4 separate regions of the Mus musculus genome follow, and regions 1, 2 and 3 are each linked to region 4. The links are chromatin contacts, called in public HiCAR-type, HiChIP or PLAC-seq and promoter capture Hi-C maps. All regions are on one chromosome and are shown on one strand. The core of a region is the stretch at or near the end of the contact, and the rest is flanking DNA. Distances in the headings are between cores, read along the strand shown. Region 1 holds the start of Taco1os (a long non-coding RNA gene). Region 2 holds the start of Dcaf7 (DDB1 and CUL4 associated factor 7). Region 3 holds the start of Kcnh6 (potassium voltage-gated channel, subfamily H (eag-related), member 6). Region 4 holds the start of Gosr2 (golgi SNAP receptor complex member 2).

The links. HiCAR-type assays count read pairs that join an accessible place to other places. HiChIP or PLAC-seq counts read pairs in DNA pulled down with a chosen protein or histone mark. Capture Hi-C pulls out chosen DNA fragments and counts their contacts.
Region 1: a contact with region 4 is called in a promoter capture Hi-C map of liver, with 3 times the contacts expected there. The contact joins the promoter of Taco1os here to the promoter of Gosr2 in region 4. A contact is called at or near these places in 2 of 39 promoter capture datasets (liver and pre-B cells) and 1 of 9 other capture datasets (liver).
Region 2: a HiCAR-type map of astrocytes shows a contact between it and region 4, with 3 times the contacts expected there. The contact joins the promoter of Dcaf7 here to the promoter of Gosr2 in region 4.
Region 3: a contact with region 4 is called in an H3K27ac HiChIP or PLAC-seq map of double positive thymocytes, with 6 times the contacts expected there. The contact joins the promoter of Kcnh6 here to the promoter of Gosr2 in region 4. A contact is called at or near these places in 1 of 39 promoter capture datasets (liver) and 1 of 115 datasets of contacts at active chromatin or transcription factors (double positive thymocytes).

What each region holds. Positions count from the first base shown.
Region 1 is chr11:106,064,655-106,067,354 of GRCm38.p6, reverse strand. It overlaps Taco1os (a long non-coding RNA gene), which reads left to right and starts at 1,314. Exons shown (of 3, transcript XR_003949781.1): 1 at 1,314-1,473; 2 at 2,059-2,700. It overlaps Taco1 (translational activator of mitochondrially encoded cytochrome c oxidase I), which reads right to left and starts at 1,264. Exons shown (of 5, transcript NM_027346.2): 1 at 837-1,264. The coding sequence starts at 1,107.
Region 2 is chr11:106,035,595-106,038,294 of GRCm38.p6, reverse strand. It overlaps Dcaf7 (DDB1 and CUL4 associated factor 7), which reads right to left and starts at 1,423. Exons shown (of 7, transcript NM_027946.3): 1 at 1,034-1,423. The coding sequence starts at 1,171. It also overlaps a transcript of Kcnh6 not described here.
Region 3 is chr11:106,006,721-106,009,420 of GRCm38.p6, reverse strand. It overlaps Kcnh6 (potassium voltage-gated channel, subfamily H (eag-related), member 6), which reads right to left and starts at 1,273. Exons shown (of 13, transcript NM_001037712.2): 1 at 1,143-1,273; 2 at 208-438. The coding sequence starts at 1,218. It overlaps Ace3 (angiotensin I converting enzyme (peptidyl-dipeptidase A) 3), which reads right to left. Exons shown (of 15, transcript NM_001101453.3): 15 at 1,871-2,471. All of the region lies in intron 2 of Gm35971 (a long non-coding RNA gene), which reads left to right.
Region 4 is chr11:103,696,396-103,699,095 of GRCm38.p6, reverse strand. Gosr2 (golgi SNAP receptor complex member 2) reads left to right here and starts at 1,373. Exons shown (of 6, transcript NM_019650.4): 1 at 1,373-1,466. The coding sequence starts at 1,438. It overlaps C130046K22Rik (RIKEN cDNA C130046K22 gene), which reads right to left and starts at 1,372. Exons shown (of 3, transcript NR_102389.1): 1 at 1,224-1,372.

The DNA of each region.
Region 1 (2,700 bases), core at 65-2,564, 2.4 Mb before region 4:
AGTCATTTTATTTGATAAATATCTTTAACTTTTTAAATCGATTCTTTGTGAATTTCGCATCATGCACCCCAATCTCACACTGATCCTGTCATCCCTCCAGATCCATCCTCTCCACGCTTGCAGTCTCCCTCCCCTAAACAAAACCAAACCAAACCCATCCCTGATGTAGAAGCAGAAGCTGCGGTGTTGTGGAGTGTCACACTGGATATTCTTTTGTCCAAACAGCTTCACTTGCAAATGTCCATTGCCATGAATTATTGGTCTGGTTCGAGGCCTCCGGCTTCTGCCACACTTTCTTTTTTTGTTTTTTGTTTTTGTTTGTTTGTTTTTTGTTTTTTGTTTTTCGAGACAGGGTTTCTCTGTGTAGCCCTGGCTGTCCTGGAACTCACTTTGTAGACCAGGCTGGCCTCGAACTCAGAAATCCGCCTGCCTCTGCCTCCTGAGTGCTGGGATTAAAGGCATGCGCCACCTCGCCCGGCAAAATAAAACAAAGGTTCGGGAGCGGAAAAAGACCGGAACGACACGGGAACCCGCGACCGGCACCGACAGAACCAACTCGCGGAAATCGGGCAAGCCGGCCGCGCTGCCACACTTTCTTAAGGCGTATTTCTATGAAGTACCTTCTAACTATACCCTTAGATGAAGTCATTTTTATCTAAGGGCGGGTCTCTGAAGGTCTTTGAAAAGGAAAACAGGTATATCCAGTGTAAGTAAGTGCTTTGAGGGTTATGAGTAGGACAATTATGACAACTGGGGGTTGGGGGGACGGTCCTAAATGAAGCCTTAGGCACCTAAAGAGCTTCAGTGACCAGCAGTGAGGACTACCAGGTTCTCACCTTTAACCGCCAGGCGGATACTGAGAGTGAGTTTAGAGAAGATTCGACTCCTTTCCATGTCCTTGGGGCCCTTGATGTGCCGGACTTTAGACCACTTATTGTGTCCCGCCGAGGCCGTCGCGCTGACATGCAGCGTCCTGTGTGGCGCTGCACCACAGCCGGGGTTTGCATGCTGGGAGGCGCCCCAAGGACCCACGCGGAACCCGAGGCATCGCACACGAAAGCACGGGACAGCGGTCATTCTCAGGCTGGCGGCAGCCCAAGACATCATCTGCTTCGACAAGGGGCTGCGCGGTGCAAAGATGAGCAGCTAAAATCAGCCCGTCTAGTCCGGCCCCGGAACAACCCGGTCTGGACGTTCAGACCGCTGCTACAGCTCTCCAGAAACTCAGAGGTTCGGCTCTTCCTGACGCTGCACTGCCTTGAGTGACCGCGAAGGAGCCGGGCGCGGGGACCCTAAATGGTGCAGTACACTTCCTTTGCCCGGTCCGCCGCAAAAAGACGTTCCCGGATTCTGCAAAGTTGGTTCCGCTGCCTCGCGGTACTCGTTCCAACCCCGCCCCTGCCAGGAGTGACGCAACCCTTCTTTGCTCCCGGTTGCTTGGAAACGACAGATCACCTTCCCGGAGAGATTCAGGTGACTGACTTTCCTTCCTAACTGAGCAAGTCCAGAATAAGAATTGTTTGGTTGAAAAAGAAATATGTAGTTCAGTCGGTTCATTTTACAGATAAAGAAACCGCCGCCAAGGTTGCCTGTTTAAAAAAAGGAAGCAATAAACAAAAAAGTACTAAATGCTGGGCGTGGCAGGCCATGTCTGTGATTCCAGCACTTAAGAGGCGAAGGAAACCTTAGGACTTTGTCTCAAAAAAAAAAAAAAAGCAAAAACTTTAATTAAAACAAACAACGACAAAAAAAAAAAAAAAAAACAACCAAACAAAATAAGCCACTACCCCACCAGCCGACGAGAAGCGATTTGCCCAGTCATTTAAAACTTTCTGATTTAGATTTCATTTCTGTAAACAAGGATGGCATTGCCTGTTTTGCCAACCCATACTGGACAAAAGATCGGGCCAGCCTTTGAGTCAAACTGCTATCTTCGTTTTCCATCTGTTGTTTTAAAATTAGTTTAAGTATTTTTAATATATGTGTATGGTTGTTTTGACTGCATGTATGTCTGTGCGCTACATGTGTGCCTGGTGTTCTCAGATATTTATTTTACAGATAAAGAAACCGCCGCCAAGGTTGACATCAAGATAGCCTGGAACTGATGGTTGTGAGCTGTCACATGGAGAATCGAAATTGAACCTGGGTCCTCTGGAAGGGCAACCAATATCCTTAACTGCTGAGCTATTTCTCCAGCCCCTTCCACCATCGGTTCTCTTGGCAGAGAAAACAAGAGAAAAAGGACACTATGGAAAAATAAAGAAAAAATAATGTAGCAGCTGCTTGAAACTCTTTAAGAGCTCTCTAGGGGGGGGGTGAATTAAGTCTCAAGAGCGTAACACATTTAAAAAAGCAGGTCAGTGTGAAGGCAGTTTGAAGTCTTGCTCTCTAAAGTTAGGCTGGATGAATTCAAAGTGTGTTTCTGCCATTTAGTAGTGCAACCTTGGGCAAGTTCTTTACTTTCTGTTTCCTTCTACAATGGCCTTGAATAAGCAGGATGAGGGGAAGGGCACGGACACAGATTTTATATTATTTTTTAAAAGATTTATTTTATTATTATACATAAGTACACTGTAGCTGTCTTCAGACACACCAGAAGGCATCAGATCTCATTACTGATGGTTGTGAGCCACCATGTGGTTGCTGGGATATGAACTCAGGACCTTTGGAAGAGCAGTCAGTGCTCCTACCCACTGAGCC
Region 2 (2,700 bases), core at 174-2,673, 2.3 Mb before region 4:
TCAAATGTTTTCACCTGACCCTTCACATATAAAACAGAAGCCCTCTCCTAGATCACTGTGGGTCAAAAATAATAAAATCTGGTTTGTTCAATGCCTTATAGCTAAATCCTAGACCACCTACTTCTTCCACTGCTCCCACCATCTTGTCATTTGTCTCCAGTCTGATGTTCATAAGAGTAAGGCAGAGTACTGGCTATAAATACCACTGGCCAAAGCTTTCAGTATCTCTGATTACTGTCATTCATTTTTTTTTTTTTAACTCAAATTACAACAAAAGAATGAAGGTAAGAGATTAGGGAAAGAAAATTCTTCTCAATACTTTCAAACCTATACCCTGCATATAAAAATTCTCTCCTTCTGCCAGTGTTTTGATGAAGTGATGATGTCCAGCAATGCTGCAAATGAATGTGTAAAGAACCACGAAAAGAACAGGTCAAACGTCATCTTTCTCTATTCAGAAATAATGGCGGGATAATGCCACAGACTAAGGTTTCCAAGGATAGGCTGTTTGGGGGAGGGTGAACATCAAGGAGCAAAACCAATGACCAATGACAACCTAGCATTAGGGCTCTGTATCCATGAGAAACACCTGAGATGGGGAAGATCTTGCAATAAATAGCCCTAACAGAAATCTCGCGTGGCCAGGAATGCACGACCACCAATCCAAGCGCCGCATCTTCCTCCACTGCCTCTCTCCCGCCCCCCACCTAGCAACAGAAGCACTGCGACAGGAGTGGGGGAAATGAGAGGGACGGAGGACATAGCTTTGGGGGTGTGACTCCGATCTGAAACCTGCTACTACCATCGAAAATCTTATCTGCCTCAGGCATGTCACAACACCGTGCCTCGGTTTCCCCCGGCTGTCAAAACTAAATAAGAGGCAACGAGTGTGACAACCTCAGCGACAGGACCACAGAGGACCCACCCCCTTGTTGTGGTCAAGGCGAGTTTGCAGGAGAGTTGTGGGGACCGGGGCTGCCGCCCACCTCGAGCGTTCCCCGCCGGCTACACGCTGAGCCCCGGCACAACTCACCTTGTTGTTGTACTCTTCCACGAAGCTGCCCAGCGCCAGGCGAAAGCGCTTGTCCGGCCGCACGCTCCAGTTCATGGCGTACACAGTCCAGGGCGCTTCATATTTGTAGATCTCCTTCCGTTTGCCGTGCAGGGACATGGTGGCGGCTGGGCCGCAGAGCCGGCCAGAGAGGCAGCGGGCTGGGGCACAAGACAGGCGGGGACCCGGGCTTGGGTCCGCGGGTCCGAGGGGAGGCGGGGCCGGGGCGGTCAAGAACGGCCTAGCCCTCCAGCGGGTCCTCGGCTACACACACTCACACTCGGCCGGGCCCGACCACCAGTTTCAAACCAGCTCGGGCAGCGCTACCACCTTCCGTTTGGGATGCCGGCCCGCCCTCTCGGAACGGAAGCCACGCGACCCCGCAGCGGCGACGAGCGTTGGCTGCCGGGTACGTCCTTTCCAAACTGTTCCTTCTTTTCATTGGTCGACACAGTTGTAGCGCCCGCGCCCTCCTTACTATTGGTGAAAATGTTTGTCATTCTGCTCATTAGCCCCGCCCAGCTCCTGGAGGCGGGCTCTTTTGAAGTCCCAAAGATCATTGGCTACCCAAGATGTCAGTCAAGGGGATAACGGCGCAGTGCGGGTGAATGGGGGCGTGGGTGGCATGGGGGCAAGTGTGCCCCTCTACTGATCCAAATTCTAGGCCAAGAGTAAAGCCTGCTATTTCTCCTCTGCTGCTGCTGTTCTGATCACCTCTCTCCACTGACAGTAACTGTCAAACCTACCTTCATGGAGGACCACCTGCGTTTATTACATCTCCCTATGTCCGGCGGTCCCTCAGTCTTTGCCAAACGGGAACTCTCTCCAGCTCCAATGCCCACCTTTTAACTGTTCTCTTTCAGGCATGATAGAAACGTCCAGGGACAGGCTAGATTGATTAAGGCTTTCCTGCGCTTTCCTACAGACACTAAAGAGACTCCTGAATTCTGGGATCGATTTGCAAATGACCTGGCTATTAGTCACTTACCTTCTTCCTCTGGGATGTTCAGAAGCCAAATGGTAATCCAACTTTAAATGCTTATATGCCATGAGTTTGAAATGCAGAAAAACCTGGATCTAGGTACACCAATATAAATGTAAATTCTTTCAACGATATTGAAAGGGGTTGTATTGAATTGTTAGGCAGTACTTTAAAACACGTTAATTTTACGTGTATTTGTATGTGCCCGAGTATAAGTAAGTGTACTACATGTGAACAGTTGCCCACGGAGGTCAGAAGAGGCATTCAATCCCCTGGAACTGGAGTTAGTTACAGATGGGAATCCAACCCAGGTCTGCTGCAAGAGCATCCAGTGCCCATAGGGCTATCCTACCTCTCCAGTCTGTAAAATACAATTTTTAATGGATACAAACACTTGGAAGCCTTGAGGGACAATAGTATACACTTATCAACCATCTTTTAGTAATGGCCACCTGTATGAACAAGTCTACTGGGCACTTTTATTTTTACATAGAGCCTAGGCATGGTGTTACACACCTCTAATCCAGCTCTTGGGAGGTAGAGTCAGGAGAACCAGAAAGTCACTCTTATCCTGGGCTACAGAGCCAATTAGAGGCAGCCTGGGCTAGTTGAGAATCTGTTTCAAAATAATAAAAGTTAAAAGAAAATTAACTGGATACCTAGGTGT
Region 3 (2,700 bases), core at 24-2,523, 2.3 Mb before region 4:
ATAGCTGGCTCAGCCCAATCTCAAGTCCCTTAGAAGACATAACATGCAATTCTCATTGCTTCTCTCTAATACTAAGGAAACCAAGGCCCAGAGTGGGGATAGAAGTGGTCCAGGCTCTTTGGCTCTTAGGTCAGACCCTTCCCCCAGGGCACTCCATGATAGACAAGAAAGGTAGCCTACAGGACCCTTGGCCCAACTGAGTCTCACCATCCTTGCGATAGTAGAGGATGTCCACCTTGCACTCTTCAGCCCCAAGCAGGGCCTGCGCCAGGCGGGACACAGCACTGCTCGGAGTGTTCGGGCCAGTGAGGAAGTCACAGGTACAGGGTCGCTGCATCACCTCCACACGGGAGTAGCCGAAGAGTTCGCAGAAGCCATCATTGCAGTAGATGATGGCACAGTTCTCCATCTGTGCATTGGCAATCAGGAACTTACGACCTGGGGTGGGAAGAAAAAGGTAGGAAGACCGTGGCAGCCAGGAGTGGGTAGTTGGGAGAGAAAGATTACAGGGACCGGTGGCAGCCAAGGAGGGGATTTATACACAGGAGCAGGCAGGGGCCAGAATGAGGGAGGTGGAGGACAGAGCAAGGGAGGGTGGAAGAACCAAGAGTCCTGGGGAAAGGTCATTCCTTCTGGGAGCACAGAGGGGCATGAAGGAGGCAGGGAGCAGAAAAGTAGGGGTGTGGGAACCAAGCTTGGGGGCTAGGGTCAGTAGAGTGGGAGGAAGACCCCAGAACTCCTGGAATAATAGTTGGGATCCAGACCAGAAAGCAGGACTGTGACCAGGGAGTCAGACCTGCTCTGTGGGTGAAAAGAAGGAAGTCAGGCAAACCTCTAGGAGAGGCATGAATGGTCTGGAGGGGTAAGTGGGCAGTGACTGAGAGGGCAGGCCAGGGTTTGTAACACCAAGAAAACTGCTGTGAGCAGGTAGAAGAGTGGCATTATGCCCAAGACACAGCACATATGGAGGAGGTGTTGGGGACATCAAAACGAAAGATTTTGTATTCAGAATCTACCCCCCCCCCCAGCCCCCAGCCCTGCCATTTCTTTTACCCCATCAGAAGTTAGTGAAGAGTTTGGCTGCTCCTGCCATCCAACCCGTACTGCAGAGAGTCCCCCACACCCCCAAACCTCACACTTACTCTGGCCCTCAAACTTGCGGATGATGGTGTCCAAGTAAGTGTTTTGGGGAGCAACGTGGCCCCTGCGGACTGGCATCTTTCTGTAACACCACTTGCTGGGAGTGACCGGTGCCCTGGCTTCTGGCGTCTCCGTCAGTCCTGGGGCTCAGCAGCGTCGGGCTGGGGTGGGCGCCGCCCCCGGGGAGGGCTATCGGGCCCCGCCCGTCCTCCAGCGTCTGCCCTCCCCGCCCTCTCTAGTCCTCCCGCTCCCACGGCTCAGCGCTCCTCCTCCTTCCACGAGGCTTGCGCCCGGGAGCTGTCCGCGTCGTGGTGCTGAAATAAGCCAAGGGACGTGACAGGCAGACGGGGTTGGGGTTGGGGTTGGGGGTCAGGACAAGAGCAAATTCTGATCCATAAGGGGCTCTGAATCCTAGAGAGAGGGGCAGGGGTCCTGAACCTGGGATACTCTGAAGAACTTCTGCTCATGTCCAAATAGACAGAGACCTCAGCATCTCTTTGGACCCCTTTTGATACTGAAGTAGTTTTCCAGGCAGAGGAGGGCAGAAGTTGTTAGGGGCTTCAGATAGTTTTTTGTTGAAGGCTGTCTTCAGGGATTTACCGCTGGGACTGACTGTGGCAATGGGGCACTTAGGCCCCTTGCCCACAAATGGCCGCCACCTATTAGCAAGTGACCACTGGTAAAAGTGTCTGTGTACTGATTAAAAATGAACACACTTAGAAAAAGCAAATTGGGGTGGGGTGAAGTTTATTGAAAAAAAGGGGGGTTTTCTGAGAGGAGAAAAGAAGGGCCACAGTTCATTAAGCACCTTGGTGGACTTGGAACTTTGCAGAGGGTCCCAAGACCAATTTTGAGCCACATTTTAGTAGCAAGCATTCAAAATGAAACATGCACCTTCGGAAAAGGCCCAAGGGTGGTGTCAATGCAGAGGGGCTGAACTGGCCAATGGAGGAGGTGAAAATGCAGGAGAAAAAAATGACAAGCAGCATCCAGTGCTAGTTTGAACATCCAGATTTAATTGATGGACAGCTACGTTTTTAAGAAGTCTGAGGTTCGGAAGGAAATTTGAAGGCCTTTGAAGCAAATATTCTGGCAGAAATATAAACTTTACAAAGTGGATGGGGGGGTGGAGGGGGTGGCCAAGGAGGCTCAGTGAGGTTTCCACTGAAGTCCAGGTGAGAGGCTTAGAGTCCTGGGCGGGATGTGTCCTTGCCACAATACCTGGTGGGGGACCTTGGCCACAGTGGTTGAGAGATGAGAGGGCTGCCAAGTGTGGTTTCCTGGGGGGGCAGAGATGTCTTGGCTGTCCCTGAATGTGGGGAGCAGGCTGGCTGTGGAAGAGAAGTGGGGACAGTATTTCCTATCCAGTCAGTAGCATGGGCTTACGCAGTAAGACATTCATTCATTTGCTTATTCATTCAAGCATTTTTCTGGTCTCCACATTACAAAGAGTAATCCCGACGCATGTTGAGCCTTATGGACCTAACATCTAGTAATGAGGACAAACAACGGCATTATAGCAATAAATACACCACGGGATAATTCAGAGGTATCAAACAA
Region 4 (2,700 bases), core at 124-2,623:
AAGGAGAAGACTGGCACTTTCCCCCTATTACTTATTTTTTTCCTGTTCTTATAAATCTGTAATATAATTTAAAATCAAAATGCCTATAGAGCAAAGACCCACAAAGATTTGACCTGGGACCTCACACAAGTCAGAGACAATTCTACTGAGACACACACAAGCACACATATACATACTTCCCTGTGCATCCCTCACCAGCAAAGTACTAAAAAACTAAGGATACAGCCTTTTATCTATGCCCCGCCCCCACGCTACTCAACCTTAGCTAAAGTGCACCATTCCCACAAACCCTCTATCGGTTCTTGAAGGCCCCCCATGCTTTCTTGATCCATGAACCCCTACTGCTCTTCTCCAGGCAAATGGTCCTTAGTCATACCCTAAATGTTGATTGTTAATTCAGCTTTAAAATAAGGACTTTCTCAATAGACAGCGAAACACCAGGAATGTGTTTTACCTGGGTTCCTATCCTACATATCTGTGCATGGTGCATAGTAGATGTTCAATAAATGGGAGTGGAACTGGGAAATGTAATGTTAGGGAAAGAATGAATATGGGCGGGCAGTCTCTTGGGACATAAAACTGGGAGGGATGCAGGATACAGGAAAATCCAAGCTTCAGCTCACCAAAGGAAGAGGAACAACTCCTCCCTTGGGAGGAACTGTAGATAAGAACCTAGATGGATGGAAATGAGATGGGCCTAGGTGAAGACAAGTGTTTGAACCTTTCCAAGTCCTAATCCAAATGTCACCCGCCCTTCATGTCTTTAAAAACAATTTCCTATTGACCACAACACCAGCCCAGCTCATTATCTTTGTATTTATTTGGATGTTCTACCATTATCTTTGTACTTATTTGGAATGTTTATTTGTATACAGATCGTAGTTCCTTCTCTAGTCCAACCTCTTGAAGAACAGGGAAATTTTGGTTGTTCCACGTCATATGCTAACCACTCACTCACTGTGGGTTTACTAAAAATGAGCCGGAGATGGGAAGACTAGTGGGCGGACTAGTTCGAGGCAGGAAAAGCACGCGTCGTGAGGAAGTGAGATTCCCCAGACCTGTAATTACACACTCCAAGGAGAAGCCAAGCCCGACCGCGGGGCGGAGAGCGACGTAGAGAGTCGCCGGCGACTTCTCGGGGGAGGCTCTGACGTCAGTGCCTCGCGACCGTCCTCTCCGCTACCTGATTCAATCCCGGAGCTGGACTTTAGCAAAAAACTCACCCCCGCCGCTCTCCGCGAGCTCCGGCCCGGAGCCACACCCATCCCTCGCGTCCCGCTTTCCTTCCGCGCAACCCCGTCTCCGACCTCACAACCACCACGGGACAGGCACACTCGCGGGCGCCCTACTCAGCAGGGCGGGCCCTGAGACCGGAAGCCGGAAGTGGGGTTGTGAGGACGTGTTCCGAGGAAGCCGCAGGCCGGCTAGGCCGGCGTCATGGAGCCCCTATACCAACAAACGAACAAGTGAGGGCTGCGTCGGGGAGCGGGCTGGGCTCCGCCCGGGCTGCGGCCCCTAGGGCTCGGGGCTCTGGGGACTGTCATTGTGGAGGTTTCCGCTCGGGCTGCTCCGCATCTCTTAGCCCCTGGTGCGATGCTCTTAGCCGAAGGGGATCGAGCCGGGGCGCGAAGGCTTGGGCCCGGTAGCTCTTGGCCGCAAGCCGTGACTGCCTATTGGCAAGGGAAAGCAGCGCCCCTAGGTTACAGCACTTGATCCAGCACCTGCCAGCTTAGTCCTCCGGGTTGGTAGAGCTTAGAGAACAGAGAAAACTGTTGCCGAGGCTTGTGTCTATGAATCTATTGCTTAAGTGGGAGTGTCAGGGGTTGTACGAAAGAAGTATTTTGTGTACTTGATTGGACATTTAAAGAACTTATTTTTGTGACACAAAGACGGGCAGGTAACTAGTGACTATTTTTGTGAGTCATATCTGATTACAAGTTAGCCTTAAGGAAATTGAAATTGAGTCTTAGATTAGCTTTTCATAACTAAGTTTCCTTGGTGGGTCCTTTTTTTTTTTTTTTTTTTTTTTTTTCCATACCGTCCTTTGTTTTGGGAACTTGCAGTGTTATGCAGCTAGACACCATGAGGGGCCACATACCTATGTTAGTTTAAGAACTTTCTATTGATTGTATGACAGCACTGAAAAATCTTATTCCTTGGGCCTGAAAAATGACATAAACTAGTCATCCTGCCTCCCCAGGAAACTCATAACAAAAAGAATGGAAATAAGATGGTGGTTATTCTCTTTTTACCTTTTTTTTTTTTAAATTTGTTTATTATATGTAAGTACACTGTAGCTGTCTTCAGACACCTCAGAAGAGGGCATCAGATCTCATTGCAAATGGTTGTGAGCCACCATGTGGTTGCTGGGAATTGAACTCAGGACCTTCGGAAGAGCAGTCAGTGCTCTTAACCTCTGAGCCATCTCTCCAATCCCCCTTTTTACTTTTGTCAACAAAATGTTTGATTTGGGTGGGGGAAAATAAACTACATTGTAATGACAATTTGCATATTATATAATAAGTGTAGGAAGAGATTTTAAAAGACTATCCTGTGAGTCACGTGGAAAAGGAATGAGGCAGAAAATTGCCCTCATTTACTAAGAACGGATCCTTTCCATAGCAAGACACATGGACCTAGCAGAGCGGTGAGTTAATCTGCTAGTTGCTGAATTGACAGAACAGTGTCAGAACATACTCG